Regions from separate parts of the Gossypium hirsutum genome. Here region 1 is linked to region 2. A link is a contact called in public Hi-C data. All regions are on one chromosome and are shown on one strand. The core of a region is the stretch at or near the end of the contact, and the rest is flanking DNA. Distances in the headings are between cores, read along the strand shown.

Region 1 (4,771 bases), core at 972-3,471, 140 kb after region 2:
TTATAAAGAAAGATAATTCATTAAACAGAATGAAGAACATTGTTAAAAAAATGATGGAAGAACAGGGTTTTAATTAGTACCTGCAAGCTCGATAAAGTGGACGATACCATAGTAAATAAGCTCCTGGTACGCCTATAATGCAATAGATGACAGCCAGGAACCATATCCTTACGCCTAAATGTAATTGTTTTTAAGATTCAACCATCAGAATCTAAAGATTGTAATGAAAAAGAAAGAAAACCCAGGAGTAGCAACGGGATTTCTAATCCAACCTGACCCTTTGATGCTTGCTGTGGAAACAGCTATGACATTCCAGAAAAGGCATAGGATCAACCCTGCATGAAATTAACATTCATCATTCTATCTTGTTTGTAATAATAAAATCTTAGCTATGCATTTTGACAAGCAGCTTGCATACATGCCTAAGAAGGTGGCGAAAGCTACATATAGCATTCGATGTAGATAACTAGGTATCTCATTTGCAATGTCATGGTGGATGATTGGGCAAAATGGTGGCCAATTTTTCACATCCAGAAGCACTCCAGCTACAACCAAAACAAAATCAACCTTGTGACGGTGAATCATTATTTTATATATGTATTTTTAAAACCAAGAAGTTGCATTGCAAATTTAAGAATAAAAACATCAAACCTGCTAAAATGAACTTGAAGAAGCTTAAATACCCAGAAGAGAGAGATTAAATTTGCAAAGAGTAAGCAAATTTTAGTGGTAAATATTACCTCGTGCTAGAGCTTCTTCTTTCCTTTTAACTTCCTGATGAATGCATGTCCAGGAAAGATGGTAATGAGTAAGAATTACGAACAAGGGCAATTCAATGATTCATCTACTGCTAAAGGCCATTGCGTAAGATATATACATACATACATGAATATGGTGACTATGAATAGTATACGCTTTGACATTTCATTATATAATTAATAAACAGTGTTGTTGATGGGATTTTGAACGTTCGGAGAGACTTTGTGAAATATTGTCCACCAGGGTGACGGCTAACAGATCTCTTCCACAAGTTCGGGCCGGAATGTCTGTGTTTGATTTTATCCTTAACTTTTATCTCTCGAATTTGTTTCAAAATGACTCTGCTGGAGTTCAAGAAACAGTGAGTTTAGAGGGGTGAGTGAAGGAGAACTCAACATTTGCTCTTGATGGGATTTGAACTCATACTTTCACCAAACAATTATAGGACTAAGGAGGATACCAGTTGTGGGTAAGATTGACATCTCACACTGAGTGTACGGTGGAATCCATGGGAAGTTAAAATTCTGATTTGATAATAGTATAGGATTCAATTCATACTTTTTCATTTTAACGCATTAACATGATTTGGACTAATCTCTCTTACTAACAAGTAATAACAGTAAGGAAAAAAAGTCGATTTAAAGTAAAATGATGAAGTGATAGCACAAGGACTAAAAACATAATTTAGCCAAGTTTTTAACATGTTTGTAAAGATGTATTACCTCTTCCCTCCTTTTAAGTTCAGCTTCCTTGGCCTGGAGTTCTGTCTCTTTCTGCTTCAAATTCTACATTTCAAGCATCATAATACATATAGTCAGAAAAAAGCTGATGTGATGAGTTGGACACCATCCAGAAAAGTGGGTTTGAAATTACCGTGGGATTATCAAGATTGATCTCAATGACTGGATTGCGATCATAATTGTAGCTGACAGGTTCAGAAGGAAGAGCTGGAAGCCTTGAGTGCGAATATTGTGAAGGGTTCTGCATGTTTACCAATCATCCATACTCATAAACTAGGTACAGATTCTACATATATGTGTATAGGATAAATTATAAATATAGAGTGGATGGAGAGAGATGAAACTCACGGAAAAAGGATTAACTTGATCTTCTTCTTCGTCAAAAGGGTTCCTATCGCGGTAACCAGCCATGGTTCTTGGGATGTGGAGACGACATTTTGTTTACCGAGGGAGAAGTGGTGTTATATAGAGAGAGAAAGAATTTACAAAGTTTGTCTTTGTTGGGATGTACCATTGCGTTGAAGCCAAGGCGAAAAGGAATTTGAGAGACGAGAAGAGAAGGACGGCAACATAGGATATAAACTATTCTTGTCTTAACTTAAGGATTCATCGAAGAAACTGTGTTTTATAGCTTGTTCAGTGTTTCTATTGGAGAGTGACCTGGTTAACAACAACATCTTAGCACGTTGTTTCATAGGAAGATAAATGCTTTATCTTCTTTCATCTAAATAAACAATACGCCTCCACACCCAAAATTCTTTAGACTAAAAACGCCATGAACATTGTTTTGGTCTCTGGGTGTTTTTTATTGTGCTGTCTCCACCGTGGGATATCGATTTGTTTCTGTATACCGTTTTAAATTTATTGATATTCTTTAAACAATTTAATGTATAAATATATTTACAAATATTAAATTAATAATACTAAATAAATCTCAAATGTAAAATATTCATCAATTATTTAAATTACTCATTTATAAACTCAATAAATAAAAATCTATCATTCAAAGAAATCTAAAATTAATAATAAAAATCCATAAAAATTTAAGGATTTAGCTTCTTCTTCTTTTTGGAATTTTTTCTTTGATAATCTTTATTATATTTAAGTTTTTATTAGATTTTAAATGTGAAAAAATATATTTTTTTTAAAAAGGAAGGAAGGCTTGGAAGGTTCTTCACAGTTTTTATTTTCCTGTTGGAAATCCCGTTTGGGCATATCCGCCCAAGTCCATTAACAAATCAGCCCAATTCTGGGACATTTGGAGGAGACCACCGGTCTCAACTAAAGCTTTTTATCTTCTCTTTCACGACAAAACCATCTCCCTTAAGAAATATTGCCTCCATTTCAACGCCGTCACCGCTGTCGGAGTCTCGATCGGTTACCGTCGATTCGCTATCCTTAACTGCCCGACCTCTGCGGAACCGCAATAGGACCTCCTGAACATGAGGGAGACTACCGCTGCCCAATAAAGATGAGTTTTTTTTTCTCTGCCTTTTTTCGATTTAACTAAACGGGTTGTGGATGGTGAAGTTGAAGTGGCCGAATGGTTTCTGGAGGCTTGTGGGAGAGGATTTAAGTTTGGTTTAGGGGTTAGTTGAGAGTTGATAGTGGTGAAGATAGTGATATATGGAGGTGGGAGCCTTGGTTGTTCGGGAATGAAGTTGGGTTAGTGAGGTGCTAAGGGCGGTTTGGTGGGTTAAGGGTGTAGTCGGATGGTTTTGAATCTTGAGGGAAGCTGAAAAAGAATGCTTTTCTTGCTCTGAATTCATAAAAATGCAGCAAACCTCTTTTTTCTTGATTTTCGGATGCTGCTATATAGGAGCTAGGAGAGAAGGAGCATGAGCTCCTCATAGAGCTGCGGTGGCATGGCTGTGCTGGCCTTGTGCGGAATGGTGCCGAGGAATGTACTTCACTTCTGTAGGCGGTTGTTGCCATTTCCTTGTGCAGGTAAACATTTTGGAGGAGACCACCTGTCTCAACAGTTGTGTGAAATTTGGGATGTAATTGTAAACCTTGTAAAGTTTTGGGTTTTATTGCAAATTTTTAATTCTTGATTTTTTATATTTTTGTTAAAAAACATTTATAATGAAATACTTTATATAAAAAAAAGAAATGAAATAAAATAAATAACTGAATGGGCCAAAAGTAAAATAAAAATTATACAAATGTCCAATTAACACAAAGTTATGTTAAATTAGTGAGGCTCGCACTTCAAGTTTTTTTTACAAAATGTAACTCTAAATATCTCAATTTGAACGAACATTAATCTGAAATATTTAACAAGTTAGTGAATATTTGGACTCTTAAACTTGACTATTAAAATTAAGTTAAATTGCATTTATCACAAAATATTGATTTAGATTTGGATAAAATTTAATGTTTGCATATCTACACGCCAATGGGGCTGATTATGTGCAAGGATGCGCAGAAAATAAATAATTTTATAAAATAATTTAAAAGTGCGGTTTTAATTGTAAGTGTACAATGTCAATTGTAATATCATAGTGTCCAATGGAACATCGAAGTATTCCAAAGTTTGAACTCAAAGGAGTCGGCGATTAAGTGATTTCTAAACTATAGGCATGCAATTAAAAGAGTCTAGTTGACTAATCACTAAATAATTATATTACGACAAGTCATACAAGGGGTTAATTGCACTAATTAACTACCTAGAAATGTAAAAGGACTAAATTGTAAATCTAGCAAGGTATGAATCTAACAAATAAGATAACAAACAACAGTTGGTTAACCTTTGAATTAGGGATCTAAATCACTAATACTCCTAAATTGGTCTAATTTTATCTCTCGGACTCAATTTTACCAAGTTAAACAAATTAGTTTAGTTTATCTCTCGACCTCACCGAACTAACTTAGGATTATCAAATTGGTACCTGATAAGATCTCCTCTCAATCTCACTTATCTTAATTTTCCCTTAAGGGCGTCAATCCTAAGTTTTGAAGTCTATTCGATTTAGTCTAAATTTTACTATTTAATCCCTAAACCCAAAAATCAACTTCCCCACATTTTCATCAACCAACCACCTACGATTTAGCTATTCATGCTTATATCTACACACATTAACAACATATAATCAATCAAATGACATTATCTTAATCACAAAGTAAGACAGTAAAAACTTAAGCTTTCTTTCAAAACCTTGGAGAAAACAACAATGACAACAAAATAAATGAACAAAGATACCAAAGAAATGGGCTTTTCTATAAAACTAACCTCAAAAAATAATTAATTACTTAAATGACTTTTTTTTGAA
Region 2 (4,870 bases), core at 2,093-4,592:
GTTATACCAAAACATTAGATTAAAGCTATCATATTGATTGCTTTCCCCAGTAAAAGTTTGAGTGACCTCATCTCTCAAAATCTGAAACGCCGATAATGTGTTCAATTTGTACCTGAAGGGATGGAATCGATGACGACCTGTTCCCCTGAACCTAGGGGGACCTTCAGGGTTCTTTTCGCACTCCTCCATACGGTTGAAGCACTTAGCAAGATAGGCGCCTTGCTGATTTGCAACCTGAAACATTTGTGGATGGTTAATGCCTTGGAAATGCATTAATTTAGTCCCACTGTGCACTAAATGAACTAAAATAATTACCTGTGCTGTTGCTGGAAGATTCTTCATCTGAGAATCGACTTCAGAAAGAGCTGATTTAAATTCTTCAATATTCAGCTCCATGGATTCTTTTGCAGCGTCTCCTTTGGCTTCCTTCAAAAGATCAACCATGTTACGCACCTGCTTGTTCTTCAGATAAAGCTCCACTTGAGGGTATCTTTCACATATATCATCAATGATCTCTTGAAATTCTTTCACTGTAAGTGTTCCCGAGTTGTCCTTGTCTGCCTTTCTAAATATTTCTGATATATCTTCCTAAAATTTATTGGAAATTACAAGGAACAAAGAAATATCAATACTAGCAATAACCAAAAATCATTAAGAAATAGCAAAACATTACAAATAGGTACCATGACTTTCCGCTGGTTAACAGTAGCACAGTCGCCAAGTGCATAAATGTTACCAAATCCCTCAACTCGCAGCCATTCATCCGTTGCTAAAGCACGCCTATTACCCTTTTACAACAGAATTCATGGTGGCTCAGAGAGTATAATTAGAAGAGTTGTGAAAAATAATTTGTATGAGTGACCAAATGTATATTACCTGACCAATTTGCTTCATGAACTCCTTTATGAGAGGACGAGGTCCAATGCCAGTTGACCAGAGAACCATTCCATATGGCGTTGAAGTTTTTTCGCCATTACCTCTCACTTTTGTAGATATTTCATTTTCATTTATGCCGGTGACCATTGACCCCAATTTCACATCAATGCCATCTCTTCCAAATTTCTGTTCCGCGAAATTTGTGATTCTTTTGTCAAACCTGAAAAGAAAAACGCCTTAAAAGCTTCATACAACTTCAGATTGTGAAATAAATATCTTAACATAAGCACTAAAGCTTCTCAGTTCTCAGTGATAACAGGTATCAGGATAATGATGATGATGGAAAACATAGGACAATGATGATGATGGAAAACATAGGACTACTTATTTTAAAAGAAATTTCGACATTCACATTCTTACATGTTCAAAATATGATCTGTAGCCTCAAGAAGAGTTATTTTCACCAAGTCTTGGACATTTGGATATAGCTTGACCACATCCTCATTGACAAAGTCATGAAGTTCTGCAGCAAATTCCACACCAGTTGGGCCACCGCCAACAACAACAAAGTGAAGGATTTTCTTTCTCTCCTCATCACTTAAATTTGGTAAGCTTGCCTTCTCAAAGGAATCAATAACATTCTTACGAATCTTCTGAGCATCATCAATTTCCTGCCCAAAGAATCATGATGCTTAGAATGAAAGAAAACAAAACAAAACAAAACAAAACAAACATAATGGTATTAAGAGAAGCGAAAATGGCTTCTATCACATGTTTCCCCAATACTAAATAAAGTACGGAAACAGAACTTACCTTTAGGAAATGGCAATTTTCCATGACACCAGGGGTATTAAAGGTGTTAACCTGAGCTCCCACAGCTATAATAAGGTAGTCATAGTCTACCGCAAACACTTCTTGCCCCTTTGAATGGCTGTCTATAGTAGCGCGACAGTAAATTTTCTTATTATTGGGATCTATTTTTACGCATTCAGCTTCAGAGTAACTGATGTTAACGTTTTTCTGCTCAAGCATGAAACAGGAAACCGTCATCAGAATTCATTTAGAATTGGTTTTTCTGATTTCCACAATATACAAGATCTTATTTTCATAGACAAATCCACATTACCTTTCTGATGATGTTGCGAATTGGCTCAACAATGCTGCGGGCTTCCACTTTGCCACATGTAACACTTGGTAGCAATGGGGTGAACACAAAGAAATTACGAGGAGAAACAACTTGCACCTCATAATTAGGGTTATTCAGGCTCTTCAAGAAACTCATTCCTCCCCAACCAGTTCCAAGCAGCACCACCTTCTTTTTCTTGGGAACTTGTTCAGATGAAGCAATTCGACGGTCATCATTAGATGCCACCGCATCAGCATGAGCAATATGGCCCTTACTGCCATTGAAAGCGTTTGCTTCAGCATAAGCTATAAGGCTCCCACCACTGCACCAAAGAAATGCAATAGACTTAGTGCTGAAGGAGAATGCTTAATGGAAAGTTTCAAACATACAGTTCGTTTTTAACTAATCTTGAGAAATTAATAAATTATGCACTCAAGCTCCTAAACTTTGCATAAACATTCAAACAAGACAAGTTTTTAGATCTTTTCCCATTTCCTTTACAATTTTAAAGAAGCAAATAAAACTTCAATTTTCCTAGCGTGCATAATTCACTCACACCGGCCTTTAGGCAGAGATGACAGTTCTCTTCCTCCCTATAATCCAAAACATATTTGCTCTGTTCTTCAGACTTCCGACAGAGCATTTCAATATTCCAAATTTCAGCTCAAAATCTCAAAAAAAAAATCATCAATCATCAGATGGACCTAAAAACAATCGCTTATCTAAATGCAGAGAGAATCTACAAACAAAAACAGCATGAACCACAAATCAATATGAAGAAACTAAATCTATGATAATATATATTATATATATAGAAACACAAAGAAGCACGCAGGTCATGCTTAACAACTTCATAGAACCAAAAAGCAAATAAAATATTTGTATATAAAGTTATAAACACAAGAAAAATGCTTAAAAAAATGGGGAAAAAAAGAAAGAAAGAAAGAAAGAAAGAAAGAAAGAAAGAAGGAAGGAATGAAAAAAGCACCTGATGGTCGAGACGACGATGATCTTAGAAAGAGAAGGATAATCATCAAAAGCCCTGGATAATCTCCGGAAGAAGTTGAAGTTCCTCATCTTCGTGCTCTGTAGATCTGTTCTTTTACTTGTTTAGCCTATATGAACCAAGAAAACTGGAGGAAAATCACAGAGAAAGCGGATATGTATTAAAAATACAAAAAGGCAAAAGAAGGAAAAAGAAAAACAAAAAGTAGGCGAGGTACGTGGCGTTGTCACACGATGGTTCCAGGTCTTTACTAACTCGCTTTCTATTTCAATGACTTGGAGAGCAAGGCAGAGGCGGCAACGTGCTACTATATTTTTGGAATCATTATTATATAATTTTTTAATGAATTAAATATTAAATAGTATCTGGATCCTTAATTGCGCCGCCGTCACTACATTATGACCGCTACGTCTCTGTGAAAAACCTTGTCCGTTGGATCCATCAATCCTCGGATTTCTCTTGTTTAATAATAAAATATTTTCATCACTAAAATTAATTTACGAGATTTTTCAATCATTCGTGCTTTTTTCTTAGATAGACCGTTGAACCTAATTAGGGTTTTGAACCCCAATTTCTTATTATTATATTTAAAAGATTTTTTTCATAAAACAATAACGGGTTAGGGTATTTTTGTCATTTCAAATAATGTAAAATTTAGAAAAATATGGATTTGAATTTAAAATACAGTACTTTGCAATGACTTTATTATTTCATTAAAAGCTTCATTTTATTTTTGAATTAATTTTATATATATAATTCTATTCACTCAAATCATAATCTTGTTGTTCTATAAGTTTTATTTTATTAAAAATTCAAAATTCTAATTAATTATATCAAGCCTAGAAAAAACTCTTATATTGACATTTTAAAATTACATATCCTAAAAAACCATTAATTATTTTTAATAAAAATTAAATTTTAATCTTTGAACCATAAATAAAACGTGTTAAATATCAAGAAATAAAAAAAATAATTTAATAATCACTGAAATCAAAATAAGCCTTCCTAAAAGAAAGAAAGAAAGGCAGGCGTAAAGTACATATATAGAATCAGCAGAATGTTAGGTGGGCAAATAGTCGGCAATTAGCATGCTTTATGTCATTGTTTTGTACACACACCACAAACATTGCTGACAACCTCCATGTTTTCCTTTGCCGCAAACCATATTTTTCATGTTCTCTTTTCGTAATCAATAAGCGGTCCATAATTTATGGAATCCAATTTATTTTTTTGAGTAAATAAAATAAATAATGTATGGTGGGGGCAATTTACTTAAAAAAGTCATTTTTTTTCAAAATTTTTCGAAATGGGCCGATTTTTTGATTATTTACCGGAATGATCTATTTTTCGAGAAATCGCGTCCACGAGGGCGCGATTTCCTTCCACGTTAGCAAGTCGCGCGGACGTGGACACGATGTCCCCCGCGCGTGAACAGTACCCCAACGGTCAAAAATCCATATTAAATTTGACCGTTCCCCCCCCAACGGTAAAAAAAAACTATAAAACCCCCCACCCTTTTTTTTTTCACAAACAAATCCTATCTCAATTTCATTCCAAAACCCTCTCAATTTCCTTCCAAAATTCTCTTAAACTCTCAATTTTCTTCCAAAATCCTCTCAATTTCATTCCAAAAATCTCTCAAATCCATATTAAATTTCAATTTCCCCTCAATTTCATTTTTTTAAAATAATTTCAAATTTTTTTATATTTTTTTAAAATAATTTTAAAATTTTTTTTATATTTTCATCAATGGCCGGATCATTGATTCGTCTTGATAGGAATCACATATCGATGGAGCAAATGAAAATGGTAAGTATTAAATTTAAATTTTAAATATTATTTAAGATATTTTTATTTATGTA

The links. A called contact is a pair of places that touch in the nucleus more often than the background predicts.
Region 1: a contact with region 2 is called in a Hi-C map of leaf, with 1.9 times the contacts expected there. The contact joins the promoter of LOC107899866 here to the promoter of LOC107900620 in region 2. A contact is called at or near these places in 2 of 34 Hi-C or Micro-C datasets (both in leaf).

Annotation. Positions count from the first base shown.
Region 1 is chrD06:43,468,979-43,473,749 of Gossypium_hirsutum_v2.1, forward strand. It overlaps LOC107899866 (secretory carrier-associated membrane protein), which reads right to left and starts at 2,222. Exons shown (of 12, transcript XM_016825608.2): 1 at 1,848-2,222; 2 at 1,633-1,740; 3 at 1,482-1,544; 4 at 741-774; 5 at 423-545; 6 at 273-335; 7 at 81-174. The coding sequence starts at 1,910.
Region 2 is chrD06:43,328,756-43,333,625 of Gossypium_hirsutum_v2.1, forward strand. It overlaps LOC107900620 (external alternative NAD(P)H-ubiquinone oxidoreductase B2, mitochondrial), which reads right to left and starts at 3,343. Exons shown (of 11, transcript XM_016826287.2): 1 at 3,226-3,343; 2 at 2,991-3,135; 3 at 2,003-2,324; 4 at 1,690-1,896; 5 at 1,297-1,547; 6 at 877-1,096; 7 at 684-788; 8 at 316-588; 9 at 113-234. The coding sequence starts at 3,079.